Linked DNA regions of Sus scrofa: all the other regions are linked to region 1. A link is a contact called in public Hi-C data. All regions are on one chromosome and are shown on one strand. The core of a region is the stretch at or near the end of the contact, and the rest is flanking DNA. Distances in the headings are between cores, read along the strand shown.

The links. Hi-C and Micro-C count contacts between places; a contact is called where the count stands out from the background.
Region 2: a contact with region 1 is called in a Hi-C map of embryonic fibroblasts, with 2.1 times the contacts expected there. The contact joins the promoter of C14H10orf107 here to the promoter of ARID5B in region 1. A contact is called at or near these places in 1 of 5 promoter capture datasets (liver) and 7 of 47 Hi-C or Micro-C datasets (brain, embryonic fibroblasts, fibroblasts and 2 more).
Region 3: a contact with region 1 is called in a Hi-C map of skeletal muscle, with 4 times the contacts expected there. The contact joins the enhancer-like site here to the promoter of ARID5B in region 1. A contact is called at or near these places in 1 of 5 promoter capture datasets (liver), 7 of 47 Hi-C or Micro-C datasets (embryonic fibroblasts, heart right ventricle, mesenteric adipose tissue and 3 more) and 2 of 2 datasets of contacts at active chromatin or transcription factors (alveolar macrophages and skeletal muscle).
Region 4: a contact with region 1 is called in a Hi-C map of liver, with 3 times the contacts expected there. The contact joins the enhancer-like site here to the promoter of ARID5B in region 1. A contact is called at or near these places in 1 of 5 promoter capture datasets (liver), 18 of 47 Hi-C or Micro-C datasets (adipocytes, alveolar macrophages, blood and 10 more) and 2 of 2 datasets of contacts at active chromatin or transcription factors (alveolar macrophages and skeletal muscle).

Annotation. Positions count from the first base shown.
Region 1 is chr14:65,406,832-65,410,453 of Sscrofa11.1, forward strand. ARID5B (AT-rich interactive domain-containing protein 5B) reads left to right here and starts at 1,772. Exons shown (of 10, transcript XM_021072755.1): 1 at 1,772-2,267; 2 at 2,698-2,952. The coding sequence starts at 2,247.
Region 2 is chr14:65,151,081-65,154,702 of Sscrofa11.1, forward strand. C14H10orf107 reads left to right here and starts at 1,833. Exons shown (of 8, transcript XM_001924770.4): 1 at 1,833-1,957. The coding sequence starts at 1,877. LOC102159881 (a long non-coding RNA gene) reads right to left here and starts at 1,665. Exons shown (of 2, transcript XR_307570.3): 1 at 1,539-1,665; 2 at 1,246-1,450.
Region 3 is chr14:65,584,630-65,588,251 of Sscrofa11.1, forward strand. All of the region lies in intron 8 of ARID5B (AT-rich interactive domain-containing protein 5B), which reads left to right. Among named protein-coding and RNA genes, the nearest start is that of MIR9836, 160 kb to the right of the region's middle. Within about 2 kb of position 1,667, at least 43 of the 83 cell types and tissues checked have an H3K27ac peak or open chromatin away from gene starts, as enhancers often do. A contact at or near this core is called in alveolar macrophages, embryonic fibroblasts, liver and 4 more, where this site is marked.
Region 4 is chr14:65,552,180-65,555,801 of Sscrofa11.1, forward strand. It overlaps ARID5B (AT-rich interactive domain-containing protein 5B), which reads left to right. Exons shown (of 10, transcript XM_021072755.1): 5 at 1,441-1,553. Among named protein-coding and RNA genes, the nearest start is that of ARID5B, 150 kb to the left of the region's middle. Within about 2 kb of position 1,887, at least 21 of the 83 cell types and tissues checked have an H3K27ac peak or open chromatin away from gene starts, as enhancers often do. A contact at or near this core is called in alveolar macrophages, liver, omental adipose tissue and 1 more, where this site is marked.

The DNA of each region.
Region 1 (3,622 bases), core at 522-3,021:
ACGTTTGCAGTATGCATCATAAAGTTAAAAAGAGAGAAAGCGCCAGAGAGCTGTAATTTCTCTTTGTAACCCATGTTTATAAAATAGAAAGATCAGATGAAATTTCAAGGCAGATAATTAAAGAGTGATGTGCAAGTCATAATTTGACTAATGCAAAAGATGGGAGACTGCGAATGGTTACATTGTCCTCCTCCACTGTGCAGAGTTGTGATATTACTTTAAATTATTAAAATAGTTTTCAACATCTTTCAGAATACCGGCTCTTTGGCATGGGCTTTTATTACTTATTGTAATTGGAGGATCTGCCATTTTCTTTCGTTTATCTCTGTGTGTATAGAAACGAGATAGATCTTGCCTTTTATTACTTCCCCATGTTCTGAATCAAAAATGTGGTTTAGATAATGTTAAGTGCCCTAATTCTTACTGCATCGGACTCAGACGTTATGAAAAGGCATAAAAATACACAGAGAGGGTCTTTCCACCTCAAGTCACTGAATATGAGGCATTTGTGCTCTGCCGGGTGTATTAACTTCAGCCATGTGAATATAATTTTCATTAAAGTAATCCTGTTTCAACTAGATGCTGTGACTAGAGGTGAAACGTTGCGAAAGCGTTAAAAATAGCTTACTAGTAATTTCAACATCCTGTAATTTTATCACAGATCAAGTTTCAACTGTCATACTATAACAGACCTTATTCCCCATATAGTACATGTTTACTTTTTTAGCATGCCAGACCCACTTTGGAAAGATTGGTGCCAATATAATAAAATCGGAGGCGGGGGGGGGGTATACTGAAAGGAGTGGGAGGAGAGCCGAGAAGGGGGTGGGGGAGCGTGGGGGAAGCGAGTACACCATTTTACATCAACACTGCGAAAATGCAATCTAGCCTGGCGGAGGACCGGCAGCTGGGTCGGAGCGAGCGAGGGCTTTGCAGTCTCTGCCTGTTCCTTGTTCTGTCGCTCTTAAGTTTCTCTGTGTTTGCATAATAGCCGTGCATGCAAACCTCGCAATGCTCCAGGGCTCCAGAACAATAAATATACACATTTAAAGCCTTTATTGTCTTACGGTTCATGCCCCCGGTTTTCAACAGCTTAATTTCTGGTTGTATTTAACTAGTTTGCAAATGGATTTTTTCAGTTTCAAACTATTATTGAGGAAGCTCCCCTCCCTTTTTTGGCGGGGGAGGGGTTGGGGGTGGGGTAGGAGTCGGTATATTATTCCTGTAGCGCTGGGTTATATAAACACATTATCATTTGAGAGCGCCCTTGGCGTCCATCAGCATTGTAAACACGTACTAGTGTATATACTTCAAAATTAAAGAATGCACACGCAGAACCGGGAGCCTGAATTCATATTCCGAGCAGACTCGCTGCTCGCATTTATTGATTTATCATGCATCGTTTATTGTTCCAGTCCCTAAATGCAGTCGCTGTCCGTTCAATATTGTTTGCAAAATCCTGAAATGTGTGTGCACTGCTCACTTGTCTTTCTGTTTTTTTTTTTTTTTGCTGAGTGTTTTTTTTTGCGAAGCGAACAAATGCATTAATATTTATATGTTTATATAATCGATAACCCACTTTTCTCTTCCATGTAAATAGGCATCAAAAGATAATTTAACAGATTAGTTCTCGAAAACATGGCAGTGAGGAAGCGTAATTTAACTATCAAACAAATCTACATGTCTAATAACAGCAAATCTGCTAAGGAGCATTAGAAAGAGGAGCAGCGCCCCGGAATCTCTGCAGGAAATGTTCTTTATATTAGACATATACAAGCAGGTCCTGTCAGATGCACAGCGGAGCTCGCTACCTCTTGTCTCCTCCAAAAAATCTCACCAAACGATACCCCTAGACAAGGGAGACAGAGAAGAGGGAGATCTCATCTTTGCACAATTTAAGAGTAGATTTTATTTTTACAAACCTTCCTATATGTTTTTTGCCTTGATCCATCCGCTTCCCGCCGAGATTGGACGGAGCCTTTCTCCCGATTATGAATTTGATCAACCCACATTTGGAAGGAACCCTACACAGTTCTGACAGGAGCTGAAAATTGAGTCGTCAGAGAAATATTAGGACATATTTTCAATCATTTTGGTGCTGGGGGGGAGGCAAGGGCTTAGTTTTATATTGAGACATTACGCCAGCTGAAGGCAGAGAATGTTTTTCCCTGCCAGGACCTGATGCAATCCATTCAAGCCAACAAGTTTGGAGAGAATGTTGAGTTCAATCAATTCAGAACGTCGAGATGGAGCCCAACTCACTCCAGGTATTTCGCTCTTCTCCGCTCCTCCGATCCCGGCACCCCCCCGGCACCCCCCAGGCCCCCAGCTTACCCACACCTCTGCACCCACCCACACCCCCCACAAACTTTTCACCAAACTTTTACCCTCTGCATCCCCCCAAATCATTTTTATTGTTTAAAAAAATCCCTGCACCGATCATACATACATAATGTAATTTTACCTCCTCAGATGGAGAGGTAGGGAGAGGTGGCGGGGGGGGGGGGGGGCTGAGGGTTTTTTTTTTTTCTTTTAAGGGAGGCAGAAATTTTGTGGGCTCTATTATTTTCCACCCAGCTTTATATCTGTTGCCTCTTCTGTATTAAGAGTGTGGATGTCTGTGTGTAAATATGTCTGGGAATAGACGTTTGTGCTCTGATGGCTACATTATTTATTTGGTGCTTTTTTCCCCTGCAGTGGGTCGGCTCACCGTGTGGCTTGCACGGACCTTACATTTTCTACAAGGCTTTTCAATTCCACCTTGAAGGCAAACCAAGAATTTTGTCCCTTGGCGACTTTTTCTTTGTAAGATGTACGCCAAAGGATCCGATTTGCATAGCGGAGCTCCAGCTGTTGTGGGAAGAGAGGACCAGCCGGCAACTTTTATCCAGCTCTAAACTTTATTTCCTCCCAGAAGACACTCCCCAGGGCAGAAATAGCGACCATGGCGAGGTGGTAAACTTATATCTCCCTTTCTTCTTCCTTTATTATTTTTCCCCCAGTAATGCTTATTACAGGGCAAGCTTGAAAATACTGTATTCACTTCTGCAGGCGAGCAGGATCGACTCCTTTTTTAAAGGGGTAGCGCCACTAGCTGGGGCTCGAGTATTTTGCCATTGTCAGAGTTTGGCTGTCAGCTTTACAAAGAGGATCCAACTGCTGATTTTAGTCAAGATCAAATAACTTGTTCGAGAAGGGTTTTGTTCAAGGATGTGTGTGCGCGTGTGTGTGTGTGTGTGTGTGAGAGAGAGAGAGAGAGAGAGATCGTTCGCTCTCCTGCTACTGCTGCCTGAACATCACATGCTTTTTATGTTTTTTGCCTTTGAAAATTTACCTTCGCGTCTGGCTGGGTCGGGGAATGGGTGGATTTCTTTCGGTAGGTTTCGATATTGTTCACGTTTTAATTTTTTTTTAAAGTAAGTATTTGATATGTTTAAGAGGGCGGAAATTACGAAATGGAGGCAGAGTGAGATCAAAAGCTATTGAGTTGGCAAAGACGTGTTGAATAAAGTGATAAATGACAGGTACTGGAATAATACATTCAAATAACTTGCAGATCTGCCCGGGCGGATTTCAAAGCGGTCGTGTAACCGGCACAAACACGTTAAGCAGTAACAACTAT
Region 2 (3,622 bases), core at 583-3,082, 260 kb before region 1:
TGAGAAGCTAAAATCAGCTTCAACTTGTGCAAATTAAAAGTAACCTTCAGGCTAATAATGGGTTTTCAACACCATTCTTACTGGGAAAAAAAAAATTGTGCCCCATAAAATTAAATTACCTCCTCAAAACTGACTTGTCCAATAAATTACAATATTAAATACAGTAAAATTGAAATTCCTACAAAAAATTATCCCCTCCCTGAGGCCACTCTTCTGTCACTGTTAGAATTGATTCCATCTTTAATGGAATCCTCCATCTAGTGCTGGGGCCCAAAACCAAAAAGGGGTGAAGAAAATGTAAAAAACTATCAAAGAAATGGCAGAACAATGAAAGGGCAGAACAATAAATCAGACCTTTGAGAAACCTAGAACTATAGTTTAGAGAAATAAATGCTTTAGCAATTTACCAAAGGCTGAATTCGAAGAATGTGAAGGGTTCTTAGCAGAAGGTGACCAGTTGTTCTCAATTTCTTTGAAGTAGTGATCAGAAGGAAATAGTCAAATATTTAAGCATTGTAATGAGTTTGTAAGGTGGTAGCTCCTGTATTAACTCTGGCAATCACTAGAAATGGACTATATTTTCACTAATTGAGGAGGTTCTAATGTAGCCCTTTTAAAATGGAGTTGGAAGTCATAAACTCATAGTTGAGTGAATACTCTGAACTAAGAACTAAACCAGTTTCTTTAGGAGTGAAATCAAGGTACGGAGTACTCTACAATCCACTTAAAAGATTGGCCAAACATATACAAAAGTAGAGACAAATCATGAACACCAGGTGACAGTACAAATTGCATAATCTTAACAGTACCACTGGAAATGGCACAATTAGCATGAGGTTATGCAAAGCTAAAGTGATTTGGTCTGAAAAGCAGTAGGCAAATATAAAAAAAGGGCCACAATGGAAATACAATTTTGGCAAATGTTGGACAAGCTGGACGAAAGTCAAGAGAAACGTACAAACCGATCCTAATCCTAATATCTAACTACAGGTACCAGACATTATTCTAAACACTCCTGTATATTAACATGGTAAATCCTCCCAGTAATGCTATGAGGCAAACGTTGTTATTATTTCATTTTACAGATGGGGAAAGTGAAGCACTTACATAATGTCTGATCTTTGCACTAAGCTTCCTGCAATAGCAAGCAACCCGCAAGCAGGTTAATACAAGCAAAGAGCATTTCATTATCAAAGCAAGTATTACCACTCAGAGAAGAACATTCGTACTATTACTAAACACATTGTTTTTCAACATTTTTATTATGGAAAAATTCAATACAAAATAGGAAGAATGGTATAATGATCACCCACCCCCATGTACCCAATCTTGATTCTTCTAATCCATGCCCCACCTCTCATTATTCTGGAATTAATCGCACATTTTATCACTTCATCATCACTAAATCTTGCAGAATGTTATCTCTAGACGATAAAAGCATTTCTTCCTCCTAAACAGGAGAGTAATATCACACCTTAAAATGACAATTCCTCAATAGCAAATATCAATCAATGGTCAATTCCAATAATATACCTCACTTTAATACTTATTGAGAACTTGATTAGTGTTAGCATTAGACACCGCCACGAGTTCGTTTACATTGCTTTTTTTTTTCCTTTTTTTCATTCTTACTGAAAAGGAGAATTCGTACTCCAGGATTCAAAGCCCCGCCGCGGGCCTTCCCAGCAGAGCGCCTCGCAGCGGCCCGGTCGGCCTGGCCTCGGGCTCCCACCGCCCGACCCCAGCCCTTTCCCAGGTGAGGACCCGGCTCCGGACCCGGAAGACGCTCTGCGTGTGTCTCCGTTCCCCAGCCCAGTGACCCCGGCCCCGCCCCGGTTGCCTAGGTGACGAGGGGCCGCGGCGCTCTGGCGGGATCATGGCGACGTCTGTGGGAACGACTCCCGGGGGAACGACCCCCGCCGGGATGATTCCGGCGGGAACCACGCCCGAGTCGGAGGTACGCCGCCCCTGCCCGGTATCCATGACCCTCTGAACAACCACCCCTGCCTGCGGGGTCTGCAGCCGAGGCCGGTCCCGGGGAGGCGCCCCACGCCCGGATTCTGTGCGCGGCCCCGAGTGGCGGCAGTTTTGGGAGCGGGTCCGCGGCGACGCGGGCCCCAGGGAGTGAGACGGGGTCCGGGAGCCACCGCCCCGCGCTGCCCGAGCCCTGTAGCTACGGGGTCCGCGTCTCGTCTATCTGTCCTCACATAAGAAATTCCCCCATTGGACGGTTCCTTGCCTATAAAGATGCCACAGTACGCGCTTCTCCCCCGGATTCTCAGCACTTAAAAGGGAATTTTGGAAATTTAAAATGGGCCCATCTCTTTTGGAAATCTATAATTCTTTTAAAATGATTACAGTTCCAGTTGCTGAAAAGCTGTCATGGAATAGCAACTGCGCATTGGTAGTGGACTGATTAATATCTGAGGGTCAGAACTTTTAGTGTTTCCTTATTATTTTACAATTTCTCTAAATAAATAAATATATGACCGGGGATGGAACAAAGGAGAAACGCCTGGAAAATTCGACCTTCCGGTTATGGCGTGGTTGCTGATCATCACCTTGTCTTTAGGAAAATTATTTAACGTCCTTGGGCTCCAGTGAATTTCCTGTGTAATATAAAGATTTCTTCTCAGGCCCCTCCCATCACCAGCTCTCAGTAATAAATGGGTTCTAGGTAACGAATTACTTATAAACTTAGTATCCTGAGATTTTAATTAAGAATGTATCTGCTATGCCAGATATTACTAAAAATGTTTAAATCTTCACATGAGTTAATCATGTTCTCCAAGAAGTTTTTTCTTCATTTTTTTTATGATTCTGAAGGTGAATAATAATGTTATAATTAATATTGCTGGCTTTATTACTTAGTCTAAGTAACATTTTTTTTTTTTTTGGTCCAGAAGATAAATATTAGCTGCAATTTTATAAATGAGGAAACAGCCAATAATTCAGTGCCTTACCCAGAGATACTGAAGTCACCCCCAACAGGTTCTTCCCAATTCTATAAATGCAGACTTCTAAAGCTTGCTGACTCTCCTATGAGCCTTTTGAAATTAGCATACATTAAAAATACATTTTAATGTGATAAACTGGTTACTAAGCCAGTTACTCCCTTGTGATCTCTAATGTAAGTAATACAATTTCAAAAGTGGCTTCGGAAATTTCCCAATTAAATCGTGTTATTTAAATATGTGCAAAAACTTACTTTATGTACAGTTGTCAGTGTACATCTGACATGTATACATATCCATGTAGATAATGTCCTTTATGAGAAAGACTGATAATTTGGGATTAATGAATGTGCATTTCAAAAAAAAACCCAATTTTTTTTTTTTAAGATTAGAAGTGCCATGTTCCAGGAAAAAAATAAAATAAAATCACTTTAATAATGGATGAGTCAAAGGAATGAGCCAGCTATAGACCTTAAGTGATTATCTGCCATTTTAGCACTGTCAGTGGGCACATTTGTAAACTTCTTGGAGGAGCAGGTATTTCCCATGACAGTCAATTCTGGACATGCTTAGACTTTGAGTTTGTAACAAACTGAAGGAATCAAGTCGGAATTTGGACTCACTTAACTGTGCTCATTTACTAAGATTAACCTGCTGTGAGAGTTCCC
Region 3 (3,622 bases), core at 417-2,916, 180 kb after region 1:
AATGTTTTGGCCCAAAAGTTCAGTCATTCCATGCAAGCATTAATCAATACAGGAGACATTAGTGGTTACTCGTTCTGATGAGATTTGACATTATTTTTCCTCTGCCTGTGGGGAGGGGAGGAGGATGTTGCCTAATAAAGATGAAGGGTCTTTGCTTCTTTTGTATGAAATGCAAATGATGAGGACGTGTGCAATATACATTTCTCAAATGTGAGGCTGCTGCTTTTTGTTGAGAGAGAGGCAAGGCCCTGGAGGATTTTAGAATTTGTAAATATAAAATTATCTGCCTTCATGTTTAAAAAAAATAATAAAAGGGAGAAAGACTTGGCAGGTTGCCAGATTACTTACATTACAGTAATAGATTTGCTGACCTCTGACTTCTGCTGTAGAGAAATGTATTGAATTTTTCATAATATCAGATGAGGCAGATCTAAAAACCTAGTATACTGAGCACCATTATTTAACTTGAGATTTAACAAAGCCGAAATCTTTTCAAACCAGCAATTTCTTGTATGATGATAATTTAGTGGCTCAGACACTAATAAATCAAGGTTATAATGCCATTGATTTGTTAATTTTAACTTGGGTTGATTTTAAGTCATCTTTATTTAAAAAAAAAATAAAAGGAGGAGGAGGAAGAGGAGAAAAAAAATCTTGCTTTTCACAGTGACTGAATTTAATAAGAATCTCCGTGATAGCAAAAGGCTCCCCTACTGTTTCTGCTTTGGGGTGGAAAATGTTATTCTTGTATTATTCCTAGGGAAAAATAAAATCTCATGCTGCTACAAATCTTACGCCTATGGAAAGATATTTTTTTTTTTAATACATGATGGCTTACCTATTTCAGATCCATTAATGGCATCATAAATAAGCATTTTGCTAATCTGAAATGTGAAATCAGGATAATAGTAAAGGCCCATTTATCTACCCAGCTTTCAATGCACCGACTACATGTAGATGTAGGGGGTGCGGGGGGAGCTCTCTGGATTTTCTAATGAATATATTGCTTCTCTTCCCCATCACTTCCATCCACCAGAAATCCACACCACATTCTAAAGAGTTGCAGCCCATTGAAAATATTTCTCCTGGGTAATTAGTTCTTAGGGGCTGGGGTGCATTATTTGCTTTTATCTGTACAGTTTAGAAGCTGATTAAATCTTTGTTGTACTACAAATATTTGAGGAATAGTCATCTGCAAGGCACAGTCATGTTGCTTTAGACTAAATTCTTTATGCAATACAATGCTTCCTGCGTTGGGCCATGTTGACCTTAGGTTGGCTAACCTGTCTTTAGTGGTATCGCGTGTACGTTAAATGTTGAAATGTTCAGAAACCCGTAATAGCTCTCGTCCTCTTGTACTGTAAAAACTTCTAATAATCAGATGATAAGATCATATCCTGTGGGGTAATTGTGTTGTACCGTGACAGGATAACTGAAAAAACATTCAGTGAAAATCGCACTGAACGGAAATCACTACATGAACAGCGATTGTTCAGCTGGGTGAGACCACGCTCAATTCTTCAGGGCTTAGCTGGTCATATTTCTACTTGTTTCCTTTTAGCTGCTGCCTTTCTTGTTTTATTTTGGGAGCCTTTTTTTCCCTGAGCCACTATAATTATCTTTCAGTGATTTAGAAGGGGAAAAAAAAACACTCAATTGACCTTTACACACACACACAGACTACACACTCACTCACTCACAAGCACACTCCCTCTGGAAGCCTTGAACAAGCAGGGTTTGTGTTTGGATTCAGTTTTACCTTAGTCATGCCTCTTTCCAGATACAAGAAACATTTAATTCCAGATTTCCTGCTTCTGGCTTTAGGCCTTTGACCAGCAAAGTGAAATGTATTTTTTACTGCTGTCGGCCAGCCAGCTGCTGAGTTGAGTGAAGGGAAGGGGAAAAAAAAAAAAAAAAAAAAAGAAGGAAAGGAAAAGAATAGAAATGTTGCCCTACCTCTTGAACTTGCACAACTGTCTAAGAAATTCAATTTTCCTTAGCACCCATCTAGAAAGCTGGCTTGGCCCAGGGCTGTCAGGACCTGGTGGCCCTCCCACCCCCGTCCTCTGCTTCCTCTCACCCCCTTGCCAGGGGGGTGATGTCGTCGTCCTTTTTGCTGAAAGGAGCCCCTCATGGTGTCACCATGTAGATTAGAGAATAGAGTTGGATGGAGGGCGGTGCCAACAGACAGTAACCACTGGAATACCCAGACTTCAATGCTTGAGCGGTTCTCATGGCAACCAAACAAAAGTACAACAAACCTATCTGTCCTAACAATAAAAAGAGGTTTTCCTCAAAGTCAGTTTAAAATAGTTTTTTTCTAATTTGAAATAGTCAATGCATTTTACTCTGGGACAGAAATCCCCAACCTGCCACTGTTGAAGGGGATAAAGTCCCTGGCAGAACCATGCACATCAAAGCAATTAGGGGGGAATGTTGGGGACTTTACAGATGAGACAGAATACATTCAAGTATGAACAGGATTGCTTTTTTTTTCTCTCTTCTGCTTAGTTATGCTTTTTATTACATAAACAGTAACTGTAATATTACAGTGGGAAGCAGGTATTTGGCAGCCATATATTATTTTAGTAAGTCTACATAGAGAGAACAGTTTCCAGTTTTAGCAGCTGTAACATGTTTAAACTCAGTTTGTAATGGGATCTGAAGATAACTATTCCCCATGGGCTGTGCTGATCTTCACGGCTGGCCCACTGCCAGATGCAGGGCTCGAAACTATTATTCACGCCTCCTTGCACATACCTTGTCCGAGCATGCTCAGTAAGTGAGTGTTGTTTCTAAGATGCTATAAATTGGGATTTGATTTTCCCATAATTTACTTGGTCTTTTATTAAAGAGGAGACTATTTTGATCACAACTGTCCCCACGTCTGTACTCACAAACCTGAACAGTTGTGTATTTGTAAGCAGTTGAGATCCAAATTGCCTAGTTAGAAACCAATTTTAGGATAGCCAACAATTGCCCAAACCAAAGGCAGTTTTGCTTGGGAGTCTCCATTTAAAAATAATTAGGGTTCCCAATATTTGAACAGATTTATGTTGTTTATAAGCCAAGTACATTTTCTTCATTGAGTCAACTTGTCTTATTTAAAACAAATTATGTTTGCTCTATTAAAGTTCATATTTTTAAGGCTGAGTCTTGTATTAATCCCACAGTGAGTCATTAATCATACCAAATGCATTATAAAAACTTTAATCACTGAAGTTGAAACTGAGATTGTAATGCAATCCATCCCTTTTAATTACATCAGCTATTTTTCCCTTTCAGATCAAGCGCTATGTCGCAAAGGGAAAACAGATTAAAACGAGAGCTGTTTGATGTTTCTCTTTTTAGAGCAATTTTATGTACTTTGTTTAAAAAGTTATATAATTAAAATGCTTGAATTTTTCAGCCCTCTGATTTTTTTTGTGGCTGGAGTCTTCTGTCTGCCTCTCTTCTCCCTGGGGTCCTCTTTAACTTGGCACCCCACGACAGAGCTCCTCATCCTGGAGTCACCAATCTCCCTCAGAACCCTGGGTAACCTCTTTATTTAAGTGTTGTGTCTATATTTTGACATGGATAAAACATAAACGTTGGAGACAGGCAGAACTAGGTTCAAATTCCA
Region 4 (3,622 bases), core at 637-3,136, 150 kb after region 1:
CCAAGTCCGGCTGTGACTTCCAGGGACGGGAAGCAGTCACATGCTGTAGCTTTCATGAGCCCGGGCAGTGTCAAGCAGATGTTTGTCGACTGGAATGGGTAATCGCTGCTTTCTCTTTGCTTGATTTTTTTTTTTTTTTTTTTTCTTTTTTTTTTTTTTGCTTGTGGGTTTGTTTACCTCTGATAATTCTGGACTGGCTTTCTGAGATGGACTTTGAGACCAGAGTTTTGGGGAAATGAGAGGAGAGCGGATTCTGGCAAGGGGCACTGCCCCCCTCCCCAAGCCACTTTTTAAACTTTTGTCTGATTGTAAAGACAGAGCTGCTTTCCTGGGCTGTGTCAACAGCTAAACTGTTATCCGCAGTAGGAAATCAAATTAGTGGGATTAATTGCGTTTGTAAGTTGAGTACAATGTAAAATGTCCTAAAACCACTGGTTAACCGGTGGTTATAAGTAACAGCAACAATTAAGAGGGTTCGAGTTGTTCGGATTTTCCATGGTCATAATCATACCTTAAAGTAATAAAAAGTGGGGGTACTTTAAAAAGTCCTAAAGAAATTGCTTGGGGTATAATTCATTAATTTGGAATTCTTCAAGGGCTAGTCAGTTGGTTTGTTTGCATTTTGTTTGACTTGGATGATGGGTGAAATTGAATGTAGCACTCAATAAACAGCAGCCTTTCCCCCGCAACTCCTTTCTGTAAGGCTCTTAAAGGGATTCAAGCTCAGTATCCAAGATAAAATTAACTTTGCTTTGGGTCTTGTCTGTGGCTTTTAAAAAGTTATAATCTCCACGGAATCAAGCTAACTCCTGTTGTGTGATCTTTGGAATTTATTTTAAATAACCCCCAAGATCTTCCTTAAAACTATATAGATATTGAAAATGAGAAGAGAGCATGCTGATTTACATGTACCTGCCAGATTCACAGAGATTTGAAACATGCTGGTCACGACGTTATTAGTAAATGCATGTAATATTTTTCAAATTGTTATTGTGAATTCCTCTCTCTCATAATTTGAGAAAACGCTCACGTCTCCACTTTCCAAGAGAGATGTTTTCAAACGTTACATTACTTTGATACCATAATGGGCTGGCATTATCATTTAGGTTTCTAAAAAGAAGATACAAAACAAAAAGCAAAGAAGGAGCCTGGCTAAGGGCTGTCTTTTCTAACACTGGGGAAGTGCGTTTTCCTTATCAACATCCTTTAAAACTAAGGGCTTCGTTATATTTATGTCAATTAGACATGTTCAAGTGTCATAGCTTGGCTTTGGGAAACATGGACAGAAGTGTAGTGTCCATCGAGATCTTGGGGGAGGGAGGCTACCCCAGATGTGGACATGTCTCTGAACAATTAAAGGGCGCCACTGTAGTAAGATTCTTGGTTTGTAGTGAGGAAGCTAATGAGAATGTCTCTCAATTGTTCTCCATTTGTTTCCAGCGCCAAATCTTAAAGGCAGACCACGCAAAAAGAAACCATGCCCGCAGAGGAGAGATTCATTCAGTGGCAGCAAAGATTCCAACAACAATTCTGATGGCAAAGCCGTTGCCAAGGTACGGTCATTCAGCTCCATGGTATTCGTTTTGGCTGCATCGTTTTTATTTTTCCCTTTTCTCTTTATCTCTCTGCTCCTGTGTCTTGGTGGCAGTTTTCAATTTAGAATCTGACTCTGGTATTTGCAGCTCTCTGCTGGGTCTGCTCCCTCTGCCACCTCCCCCACCCCCACCCCCGCCCCCCAGGGGTGGGGGAGGTGGCAGGGGGAGGGGCAGTGTGGGCATTCTGATTAGTCAACAGAAAGACTTCCCACCTCCCAGTTTGGCCTGTTGAGTAAAGGATAGATGATTAAGCGCCCACGTCATTGAGGCTGAGATTTCATAGTAGGTGACACAATGACATAGTTTACCCAGCTTGGATCAAAAATAGACCAGCTGAACCATCCTCTTTCTGAATGCATTCATCTAAATATGTTTCAGAGATTAACAGAGGACGAAATTAGAAGGGGCCAGAATTAATCTTCTAAGTTTTTTTTTTTTTTTTTTTTCAAAATCACCTCTCATTTACCTTAGAATAAAATTAAAGATCTAGAACACAATACTTAACATGTCTACCTATACTCATATATACATTTATTTGGTTTTAAAGATGATTCTTAATGCAGAGTGAAAGTCCAAATGCTAAGACTCTTTTTTCAGGACTCGGGGCTATTTTGCCTAAGCATTCTTTGGAATCTTGGAAGTCCATGCCTGAAGTATTTAGCACCATGAGGGGTGAAGTGTCACTTCATATTTTTAGGCTTATCTTTTTAAATTTTGTGGGCTTGGATCGTATTTCCATGGTTCCGTTTAAGGGGTGTTTGTGTTGAGGTGTTGTTTCTGTGCCAAAGACAGCAGTAGCCCTTTTAGGACCTGAACTGAAGCCCGGATTTCAACTGACACCACGTTTCCAGATCCAAGAACTAAACTTATGAAAATGGGAGCATTATCGGTGAATTTGCAAGATGCGGATGTAGAAAAGCACCAATTCAGTTCTGTGTCGACAGTCTGCCACGTCCTCCCAGAGTAAAGAAGCAAATCCCAGACTACCTTTCTTACCTTCAAGAATGATTGTTTCACAAGGAAGTTCTGAGCGCTTTCTGGTTAAAACTTCTTGTGCTTCCAAGATTGCAAGGGGTAAAAAGAGATCAACCAGTAGCCATGTATGTTTACTGGTTAAAAACAAATCTGTTTTTCTCTAAAGTTATTTTTGTTTTGTCCCTTTAATCTTCTGCGAGTGAGTCTGTGTGGACACCAAGAATGACATTTTCTAGGAACCTGGACATCTTGGCCCTAGAACTACCTGTCTAGGGCTTTGGCTTCTGTGGTCTTGAAGGATGTCAGCTGGAACCGTTTATTCCCTATGCCATGGCTTGCAGGATACTACAGAATGGAGCGAGATGGTTTCAGGATTGGAGCCTTCAGCAGAGCTTGTACTGACAATGTCTTGTGTTGGCGCCCTGCCCCATACCTCTCAGGTGACTTCATCTGTTTTTCCCAGCATGTTCTGTACCTGAGCCCAGCAGGATGAAGCTCCTTTTTGTGTCATCTGGAGTCACCATCAAAGTATGCCCTGGGAGTTTTACAAAATTCAGACAACTGATCAATAAGCACAGCACCTCTAACCTCCCTCTCTGTGGAAGGCCATTTAGATCTCATACAAGGACCCACAAAACTGAAGACAACTGGACTCTGTCCTGTATCTGCTGTTTCTGGATGTTTTCTTCATAGGAGGGACAGTAGCCAAGCCTGGGTTTTCTAAAAGATCCTTTCTACCCCGTCTGCACCAGCGCTGCCATTCAGAATCTTTACTGGGAGGATCATCCTTCCATCACTGGTTTCCATGGTGAGTAGGTGAATGTTGCTCAGCGGTCAGCTCCTGGGGACTGGTCTAGATGCCCGGTTCATCTTGGAGCCTTGGATTACAGTCCTGCCTTGTCTGCTTCCAGTGGATCTGGAAAGACCATTTCACCTTGAAGAGAAAGACTGGTAGGTATGAAGAACGGTGGGCTTGTCTGCTGGCACCAACAAATGGATGTCCAATTCCCACAGATGCACAGGCCACATCTGGGGCCAGGACCATTAAAAAG